Regions from separate parts of the Anas platyrhynchos genome. Here region 2 is linked to region 1. Evidence: chromatin contacts called from public Hi-C data. All regions are on one chromosome and are shown on one strand. The core of a region is the stretch at or near the end of the contact, and the rest is flanking DNA. Distances in the headings are between cores, read along the strand shown.

What was found. Hi-C and Micro-C count contacts between places; a contact is called where the count stands out from the background.
Region 2: a Hi-C map of liver shows a contact between it and region 1, with 3 times the contacts expected there. The contact joins the enhancer-like site here to the promoter of PLXND1 in region 1. A contact is called at or near these places in 3 of 8 Hi-C or Micro-C datasets (liver, skeletal muscle and subcutaneous adipose tissue).

The regions. Positions count from the first base shown.
Region 1 is chr13:527,966-533,269 of IASCAAS_PekinDuck_T2T, reverse strand. PLXND1 (plexin D1) reads right to left here and starts at 2,771. Exons shown (of 36, transcript XM_027467956.3): 1 at 1,286-2,771. The coding sequence starts at 2,632. LOC119718269 (a long non-coding RNA gene) reads right to left here. Exons shown (of 4, transcript XR_011812613.1): 4 at 4,508-5,304.
Region 2 is chr13:579,580-584,883 of IASCAAS_PekinDuck_T2T, reverse strand. PLXND1 (plexin D1) reads right to left here. Exons shown (of 36, transcript XM_027467956.3): 20 at 2,093-2,207; 21 at 912-1,019; 22 at 96-208. Among named protein-coding and RNA genes, the nearest start is that of H1-8, 33 kb to the left of the region's middle. Within about 2 kb of position 2,328, at least 2 of the 8 cell types and tissues checked have an H3K27ac peak or open chromatin away from gene starts, as enhancers often do.

The DNA of each region.
Region 1 (5,304 bases), core at 1,522-4,021:
AGAAAAGGCAGTGTTTTCTCAACCATCGAGAAGCGCTGAGGAAGCTCTAGGGAACTGGGTGTCTCTCTGCCATTGACTTTCAATTAAAACTGTGCTTCTAACTCTTAAGCACTCTCCAGACTTCTTAGCTGCAGTGCCTCCTCTCAGCCCGCGTGACAGAGATGCTACAATCCTGCAAGGTGCTGAGTGTCAGATTTGCAGGGATGCTGAGCATCAGCCCCAGCCAGCAAGACCTGCGGGTGCCTTCCTGCCCTGTAAATAGGATTCCCGACTCCCGGTGCCTCCTCTGAGAGCCGTGACCATGCCAAAACTTGAGGACTGGGCTCCTAGTGTTTAATGCACTGACTCTTTGTGGAATTAACTCAAAAGCCAGGACAACTACCAGATTGCCTGGCTGTCAGGCAGCTTGTAGCTTGCCACCAGGGAAAAACTATTCAACTTTGCTAGAGTAGGTCTACGAACCAGTGCATTAAGACTACATATTTTAACGCAGCATGGAGATGCCACACTAAACACTTCGGTTACCATGGGAAACCTTTCTCTCTTTGCCACTGGCATTGCACAGGGAAGCCCAAGCCCAAATGCTCTATCTTGCCTTTGAAATCCAACAGATGTTTTTACGATCTTTGATGGAGCTGAGTTATGCATCCTTCCCAGAGGAAGGGAAAAATGCAGTGTTAAAGCAGCTTTCTCTTTCTTTGTTTCTCTCTCTTTCTTTCTCTCCAAACAGTGCACGTCTTTAGTGAAAGGGAAAGCAGCCGTCTTTATCCGCCGTTAACATTTACGTCCACTCGGTAAGAAATCGTGACAGCGGCAAACTTTTCCCCCGAACGCAACGGCACAAGGCCGCCTGTGTGCGCGCCTCCCCGCGCAGGGCTGCCCGGCCGCGGCGGGACGGGACGTGGGAAGGGAGCAGCTGCGGCTGGCGGTGCCCCCCCCCGAGCCCCCTCCCGGCCGTGCAGGGACCCCGGCCGGACGCCGAGCCTCTGAGTCACCGCCGGGTCCGTGCGGCACGGAACGTGGGAATATCGCTGCCCCGGCACCGAGCCCCGCGGCGCCCGCACTCAGCAGCGCTCCCTCCGCTCCCCCGTGCCGAGCGCCGTGCGCGCCCGCCGGGGAGGCAGCGGGACCGGCCGGCGGAGCGGAGCGGAGCGGGGCGCGGAGCGGAGCGGGGCCGCTCGGGAGGCAGCGGACGGGGCGGGCCGGGGCCGTCACCCCCCCGCCGGCCGCAGCCTCGGGGCGCCCCGTCGTGGGCGCCGCCCGGCCCGGCAGGTGCCCGCCGTACCTGGATGTTGCGCTTCTCGCAGGCGGGGCCGGTGCCCTGCACCACGCTGTCCAGCACGGTGACCATGCCGGCGGCGGGGCTGACGAAGCAGGAGTTGCGCGCCGCCCGGATCGTCTCCTCGATCTCGGCGAAGCGGAAGATGCAGAGCGCCGAGAGCGGCCGCCCGCCGCCGCCGCCCGGCCCGGCGCGCTCGAAGACGCCGAAGAGCAGCTCCTCCTCGGGCGGAGGGGCCGCGGCCGGGCCCGAGGGGCTGCGCCAGGCCGCCCGCGCCGGGAAGACGGAGACGAGGCGGGTGAAGGCGTCGGCGGCGCCGCCGCAGCGCAGCCCCAGCTGGATGTAGGACTCGGTCAGCTTCTTGGTCTCGCCGCTGCCGTTGAGCGTGGCCTCGGCCGCGTCGCCCAGGCAGATGCGGGCCAGCAGGCTGTGCGAGGGGCTCTCCTTGTCGCCCGCGTTGGCCTCGCTGTTGAGCGCCAGGTAGGCGTAGGGGCGGCGGGCGGGCGGCGCGGCGCCGCGCTGCAGGAAGGCGCGCACGAAGCTGAGCTTGTGGCGCGCCTTGGCGACCTGCTTGATCTTGAAGATGTTGTCGTCGGACGGGTTGATGTCGAAGGTGAAGAGCTTGGCCAGGTCGCCGCGGGCGTTGAGCGCGCGGATGGCGATCTCGGGCGTGTTCTCGAAGCGGTGGTCCTCCAGGCTGCGGTTGCGGGGGAAGAAGGGGCTGCCGAAGCCCGTGTAGGTGGCGGCCACCAGCAGCCGCGCCCCGCCGCCGCCGCCGCCGCCGCGGCGCAGCACCAGCCCCACGGTGGAGGCGTTGGGGTGGTTGGCCGCCACGTTCAGCATGCTGGGGAACACGGTGACCGCGTCGCTGCCGCCCGGCGGGAAGCGCACGGCCACGGCCGAGATGTTGGTCATGCTGCGGAGCTGGCAGAGGCCCTGGTAGATGGAGCCGCAGACGACGAGGACGCCCTGCTCGGGGTCGGGCTGCAGGATCTTGTTGTAGTTGTTGGTGAGCACCTTGGGGTGCTCGCAGGAGGCCTGCGGCAGCTGCGGCGCGTGGCACAGGGGGCTGTCCAGCACCGGCCCCACCGCCGCCTCCGCCTGCAGCGCCAGCTCGCCCCCCGACAGCTGGAACAGGCGGTTGACGGCCGCCAGGTAGACGCGGGAGCCGGGGCCGTCCAGCGCGAAGTTGTTGGTGGGGGTGGGCGAGAGGAACTTGCGCTGCACCTCCAGGCCGGCGGCGCGGCCGGGCAGCAGCAGCGGCAGCAGCGGCAGCAGCAGCGGCAGCAGCGCGGGGGACCGCGGCTCAGCGCCCGCCGCCGGGGCCGGGGCCGGAGCCGGAGCCGGAGCCATCCCGCCGCCCGCGCCGCCGCGGAGCCGCCGAGTGCATGAGCCCGCTGCGAGCGGCGGGAGGGGCCGGGCCGCGGGGCCGCTTCCTGCGGGGGCTGCGCGCCCGCCGCCGAGCGACGCCCGCGGGAAGTGGCGGCCGCGCCGGGTGCGCGGGTGCGCGGCGCTGCGCGGCGGGGGGCGGCGGGGGGCGGCGGGGCGCGCTCACGGCCGCGCCTCCCTCCCTCCGCCCGCCCCCGCCCCCGCCCTTCTTGGCGTTACTCACTTCTTTCTTATTCGGGGTTTGTCATGTGAAGATGATTAAGTCGCGGGTATTTTTCCCCGCGCCGCGGGCCGGCCCCGCACCGGGCGGGGGCACGAGCGCCGCGGCCCCCCTGCCCCGGGCACGGCTCTGCTCCGCCGCCCCGCTTCTCCGCAGCCGGTTTCGCGCAGGACCGGCGGGGGGGCGGCCGAAGGACGCGGCGCCTTCCCCAGCGGCGGAGCGGCGCGGCCAGCCCGGGGAAGGGGGGGGAAACGGGCCCCCCGCCGGCCGGCCCCGGGCAGGGGCGCGAGGAGGAGGCGGCGGGGCCGGGGCGGGCAGGGACGGAGCGGGCAGGGCCGGGGCGGGCAGGGATGGAGCGGGCAGGGATGGAGCGTGCAGATGTGCCGGGGGCTGCAGGGCCCGTCCCGTCCGGGCGGCCGCGCCCGCTGCGGGCTGCGAGCCCGGACGGAGCGGGGGGCCGGGGGCAGCGCGGCCCCGGGGGGCCGCCGGGTACGGCCGCGGCCTCGGGTCGGTTCCCGGCCCCGGCCCCGGCCCCGGCCGCGGGCAGCTCCCCCGGGAACCGGCCCCCGGCGCGGGGAGCGGCGTGCGGCTCCTCGGGGCCCCACGTCCGGAGGGAGCTTTGCCCGCACGAGGAGCCAAAGGCAGAGTTCGGAACAGGACCGCGCGTCTCCTCTGCCCTCCATCGGGCTCTCCTTTAACTGTAGAAAGGGGATGAATAAATAAATAAATAAGAGAAAGAAGTGTTGATATTTCCAAATTCCACCCACTGAAATGCACGGGGCGGGGGGGATGGCCCCGAGATAGCGCAGCCTCTGATCCGCCCTTCCTTATCGGCGTGGGAACGCTCTACCTGGGTGGGTGAAAGTGTAAATTCACATCCCCGGCAGCTCTTCCCACGTCCGTGGGCACGCGTGCTCCCCCCGTTGTGGGGAGGGATGCTCTCGGACCGAGGAGCGCGGCCAGGTAAGAGCACAGAGAAAGCCACGAACGATCCTGCGGCAGGAGCCTGCCCGGGCTGCACTCTGTGCAACAGCTGCTGTGTTTGCTCAGGGCTCACAGCCCCGCAGCGGGAGCGGAGCGGCCCCGAGCAGCTGCCCAGAGCAGCACTCAGCAGAGCCGCCCAGACCCCAGGCAGGTGCCGAGGGGGCACGGGTGGGCTGCAGGGCGCTGCAGTACCCCGACCCTTGGCACCCTGGGGATGCTTGCAGCCAAAGCGAGGGCAGAGCTGAAAGCCAGGCACGTGGCTTTATCCTCAGTGTCCTCGTCTCAATCCTGAGTTTCCACTATGAGCAGAGACCCAGCCGGAGCAGCCACGTGTGGAGGAAAGCAGAGGGGAAGCTTGTAGCCTTGCTTTCACCATGCAGCTACAGCCGTGTATCATTACAATGACACAAGTCTCCTTGCAACAGGGGAGTGTGTCCCCTGCACAGGGTTGAGTACAGAAGCACCTCACCATCCACGAATAGCTGTCAGTATTTAAAGCAAATCAGATGAGCCCTGGAAAGCTGTATTCCCTCCTGTCCCCAAGCTGTGCCTTGCCACCCTGCCCGTTCTCGTGGTGCTTATTTTCATTTATACAGAACATGGTAGCGAGGCTGATGAGAATTCTGCACGACTTCTGTTCTGGAGAGGAAAATCCTCTGTTGTTGTCTAATCTCATTTCTACACCTGCCAATTTTCCTCACCCCCTTCCTGTCCTCCTCGCTCTCTTCAGAGCACTAATTAATACGCAACTGCTTTGGCCACGCCATGTCCACCAAAAATGTGCACTGAATTAAATGTTGTGCTTTCATGCTATCTAACTCATTGTCTCTGGTAATCATATCCTTAATTAGTAGAGTTATTAGCTGTTTCTGAATGTGGGACTCCCAGTTGTTGGATCTTTTTTTAAACTACAAGATAGCAATATTTAAATGTGATCGTGTCTTTAATTGCATGGAAATAAACCCCCATGATCCCAAACCCTTAATCTGCCTATTTTAGGATTTCTTATGGCTGCTTATCCTGATAGTAGAGCATCTTCCATATGGAATCAGCCGTTTAAGGCATATCAAATTAGGTTCCAGATTACAGTCAGTTAAAAATAAAAAAAAAAATATATAGGCCAAAGAGCATAGAAAAATGTTTGACTTACCCAAAGGTATTCAGTAGTTGCTTTGTAAGAAAAAAATCCCCCAGGAGCTCTGACTCCCATTTCCTATGGTGAGCAGTTAGCTACACTGATACAATTAAAGCCAAAATATTTGTGGTATTGAAGGATTGTTTGACAAAGATTTTATTGTTGTTGTTAGGAAACAATCCTCTGGTAAGATGCTTTGAGGGGAATATTTTCCAGAAATGATTTCCCACCCCTATTATCTGGGCTGTTAGAAGCTCTAGTGAGTATTTCAGGGTAATGCTCCTAATGGAGTAGTAG
Region 2 (5,304 bases), core at 1,079-3,578, 52 kb before region 1:
CTGTAATAACTCTGGCAGAGGGAGAGCAGAGCCCTGTTCTGGTGAGGCAGAAATTGGGTGTGATTAGGTGCCTGTGAAATGTGGTATTGCCTTACTTTGGGAAAGAAGGTCCGAGTGACAAAGTGCTTGTACTCCAGGAACGGGATCCCTTGGCTGCGGTTCAGCTCCTTGGTCAGGTCTGTCATGTCTGTCTGCAGCTCAGCAAAACCTTAGGCAAAGAGACCCGCAGATGGTAAGAGCTCTGATAATCTACCAGCCGAGACAGAGAGCAGGCAGGCTGGCACTGAAATGCATTGCTTGTCTCTTCTGCCTTCTTGAGCCTTCTTCCCTTGAGTGGGCTGAAGCAGGGTTTTCTTGTGGAGCAGATTACTTTCAGGGTTTACCTGTCAGTGCTGTACATCACATCCTGCAGCACACACACACAGAAAATTTCCCTTGCTTCCCAGAGCCCAGCCCTGAAGTCTGCTTCTGCAGAAGGATTTCAGTGCTCCTGGCAGAAGCATGTACTTAGCGGACAGCAGTGCAGGCGCTTGCCTTACTTCTCACATTGCTCTAGCAGGAACATGTTGCTGGTTTTGTTGCATCTAATCATAAAGCACACTAAAGATTTGTGTGACCTGCAAGCACCCCTCCAATGTGCCTGAGTGCACTAACCCTGAGACAGGGAAATCAGTGGCACTGGAGATAAGTGGCTTGCCCAAGTTAGGCAGCAAGACAGGGACAGAGCCACACTTCCAGCCACTGAGCGTCATTCGCAAATCCTGCTGAAGCACAAAGGCAATGACAGAAACTCTTCTATAAGTAATTCATTAAATTTCTACACAGAAGAAGGCGAATGTCTTCAGCCCTTCTATTATGACATCTCCCTCCCAGTGCTGGCTCCTCCATGGTGCCCAAGCATGGTGACTTACCTTTGCGAATTTCCTCCCGGATCTGTGACTCCATCTCCTCCATCTGGAGCAGGGTTTTCTGCCAGTAGCGCTCTGCTCTGCGGCTCTTCGTGCAAAACACAAAGAGAGCTGGAAGAGAGGAAAGGAACAAGCCTCTTGGACTAGGATGCTAAGAGCAGCTGAAGCTGGACCAGAGTGGTCCTCTGTTAACATGGGTGCAGAAAGCTGAACTCAGTGTTGGTTTAACACACGCAACAAAACTGGTACTGATTAGGCAGCTGTTGATTATCTGTAAATAAGTAAAACCAGCTGGACTTTAATCATCATGCTGTCACGGACATCTTCAATTCATTTCTGGGCAGTCTATATTGAGATCAATTGCGTATTAATGTAGTCCAGCTCATTAATGAATTCTGATTTTAGGAGGTTTATCACCTGTACTACAGCATTTATGTCTGACATTACTCCCGTACCTTTAGAAATATGTTTGTAATGACTAGTAGTGCATTTAATAAGTAGTGTGCATTATAACTTTTATTAAAAATAAATCAAATCCCTATTAGAAACACCTCATTTGCTGTGAAATGATGGGTTTCCAGCTGCACAGTTACTCTGGGCACATGATGAAAAAATACCCTAGCCAAAGGACACAGGTGCACTGTGCAGCTTCCAGTGAGGTTAGCAGACTGTTATGTCCGCTCCAGATCTGCAGCTAAGGCTGCTTGTTCTGGTTTTTATACTCTTTGTCAGGCATCTGCCACTGTCTGTTACTGATGGGTCAGATGGAGCTCTGCTCTATGACAGCCACGCCTGTGAGTGAGTCCTATTCATGCTGGTAAGAGTCCAAGATCAGTTTCTCACACCCTTCTTTATTTTGTGTTATAGTAGCTACTCAATACTATTAAGAAGTGTTTGGGGAAAAAGAGGATAGTTATTTATAAACACCACAGCCTCAAGTAAAAGTGTTAAACTAAGGATTCACCCAGCAAAAGCTCCACACTGCAGGAAGCTTTGATCCTGGGTGCTGGCTTGGTCCCACACAAAGAAGAATGGCTACTGGCTGCATCCAGACCAGTTTCAGATGCTGCTTATTTGCAGCACTTAGAGGTTTCCTAACATATGAGCAGGCAATCTCCACCTCTCCACGTGCACAAAGAAAAAATCTCAACATAGCCTGGGAACGTATCATCCTGTTCCCTTACCTACGACCGAGAGAACCAGCAAGATGCTGCAGATGACAATGGAGACGATGATTGCAGTCTCTCCTCCCCCGAGGTGCAGCATTGCAATTGTGTAGTTGAACTTTCCAACTTGGATCTGGAGAGGGAAAAGGAGGGAGGAGAAGCAAGAGCTGAGCAGCACGTTACCAAAGGGCTCAGAGGTCAGGCAACGAGGGGCCCAGCGCAGCGCTCAGCAGACCTTCACCCAAGGACACGCTGGCCCTGCTGGCTCAGCCCACCGGGCTTCTCAGGGAGGCCAGGCTGTGCCTTTCACTGCCAGCCCATGGGGACTTTGTGTGTGTCAAAGCAGCCCAAGTCTCTTCCTGCATGTCCTGGTGGAAAGCCAAGGCTGGCCCACAGCAAGCTGTGGCACCGTGCCCCTCACAGTGCCACTGCAGGGCTTTGAGGGCACAGCTGCAGGCTCCATCTCACATCACGGCCCCACCACACCCAGCCCAGAGCACAAGGCAGCCCTGTCCTAGAGAACTGACGGTAGCATACAGTACTTGCTGTAATACTGTTACTAGAAAACCACTTTCACTAATCATCCAACTTTGTTATGCCCCAGAATGGCCTTTTAGTCCCAGCTGCATTCTCCTTTCTTCTCCAAAAGCAGAATGGCTGCTGCTCAGGAAAAGGAGAGTAAAGAAACTTGAAAGTTTTTGAAATACAAATAAAGTAAGGAAACAAAAATAAATAATAATGCGACTCGAGACAAATAATGATCTTGTGGTTAAAGCAGTGGACTGAATGTCAGGAGGAGCTGGCTCTGCTCCCAGTCCACACTGCTTGTGGCACCAAGCACAAACCACTCAGGCTCAGGGCTTTGGTCTCCTGACCACCATAAAGGAAGAGGCCAGCACACATCACAGGCAGGTTGGTGAGTTTTCTCAGCGCTGTTTATAAAAGGTTCCCTACACTTCTGGGATGAAAGGGTTCAACAGCATCATCTGATAAGGAAAACTCATGATACAACATATCTTTCGCTTCTGGAAATGTGTTTCACTTCCCTAAAGAAATGGGAAGTGAGAGAAACTTGAACGAAATATTGAAAGAAGGGAGGAGAAAGTAGGGAAGAGATGGAATGATCTTACAGCTACATCTGTGTCACGGAGCGTCTCCAGGAAAGGTGTACATCGTGGTTACCCTGCAGACAGCTCTCAGCACCCCGGCCCATGCAGTGCCACAGGCAGGGCATCCCACCACATCCATGGCATGAGACACGCTGCTGGTCCCTGCGCAGGCGGCGGAGGAAGGACGGCCCTGGCGAGGGTGCTGCTGCTGCGCTGCGCTCAATGCCCAGGGAAACGTGAGATGGAGCCACGAGTGCCTGCAGGTTCTGTGCACCCCAGCCTCGAGGGCTTCACTTGTTTCATCTGAAATGCTGCAGCATGGCAAGTCCTGCTTACCTTTAGAGCCATTTATTTCCAATAACTTAACCTCTCATGTTTGCCAGAGGAGAAATCCCATGCTTGCTGTTTGTGTCTAAGTGGTTTGGTCATGAACAAAAAAAGGGGTTGAGGGCCTCAGCAACCTTCTCTTGTTTGTTTGGACAGTCTATTCAATACAATTTTTGTAAGTGGAATTAATTAGGCTGAAGGTTAAATGGCAACACTTCCTGTGGCCACCACAGGGTGGGTGCAGAGATCGGCCAGGCCGCAGTGGGGGCAGCCAGCGCCGGGCAGGACAGACACGGGCAGCACCAGCACTAAGCCAGCCCGGAACTGAGCCCCATCCTGCCAGCACCCTCCAGGAGAGCTGCCCAGCAGCCCCTGAAGCACAAGCCCCTTCCTCAGCAACACTGCTTCACCCCATACAGCCCTGCTGCCTGTGCGACCTGTGAGCGCTGTCATGGCCCAAGAGCACAGCCATGGAGCGGGAGCCCTCAGGACCGTGTCTGGAGTAGGGATCAACAGCGGGACATGCTCTGAAGGGCTGTTTTCCCTCACTGCAGATGTGAGCTCTACAACAAAGTCTGGGCAGTCACAGCAGGCATTTCAGCTCACCAGAAGAATTTGCATCAGCCAGTGAGCCGGTGGGAGTTCTGCAGGCTCCGATAACTGTCAGCGATGCAGATCAGGTAGGGACCATTGAGCAAATCTGGCCCCGTGCTACCAAAGCTATTAAAAGTATGTTATAAAGGCAGCTGTTGCCTATGAAACGGCCAGCAGGCAATAACTCAAACCACATATGAAGGTTTAGTAAGTGCACACAGAGATGAACGCAAGCTGATTATTTAGCTGCACTCTCACTGTTGGTACACTGTTAATAGCTATGCAATACTTTGGTGCTGGTTATCATTCTCCTGCTTCCTAAGGATCTACTGGGGCATTACCCTGAATGATTTACGTCAAACCCCAAACTAGCAAACTCATAAATTCCCTTTGTTCCCCAAGGGGATTTCTCTGTTTCTCAGTTCTCACTAAAAGCCAAAATTACCCTATATAAAATTTCCATTCAAATGTCTTAAGAAATCCTGCTACTTCTGCATTTCCATGTTTCCAGTTTGCAAGAGAATTTCACATACAACAGACCACAACCAGCACGCTGGATAACCCCGCCAGTGAGCTGGTGCTACATCAATGTGCTCACCTTCTGGGCAGTGCAAGACCACAGATGCCCCAAATCCCTCTGCACTGGTCCTCCCCCTGCCCACACCATGAGCTTCTGCTCACTTGATATTAACCCATCAAAGGGACAAACTCAGCTGAGAGAGAGGATGCAGGTTCCCAGACCATGGAGATGGAGGCATTTTCTCTCCAAGTATGAAGAGCTGTAACCACATCCCTGTATGGCAGTGGGCTACATACGAAATGAGAGAAACTGAGGGAAAGAAAAGCAGGAAGTCAAGTTCTCTACGAAAAAAAGACCGTAACAAGGTATAGGGAGTTTTGCAGACACTTAAAGACAAATGACAGCCCTGAATACCAAGCTCTCTGCAGTGACGTAACAGTGACCCTGGGAAGAAACCTGAAACTTCCCAGGCCTGGGTACTCCTCCTGTGCTCACCACAGGCACCCATCTCCAGTGGTTTGCTGCAGAGCAGTAAGGTTCAGGTCTTCCTCTCCACTTGTAGCTCTTCTGCTGGCAATAGGAGTCTGATGACTGAAAACTGTGTGGAAAACCCCAAACTCATCTCACAAGGGCCAGAAAGAAAATTACTGCAAGTGACAAAAAATCACATGCCTGGGACT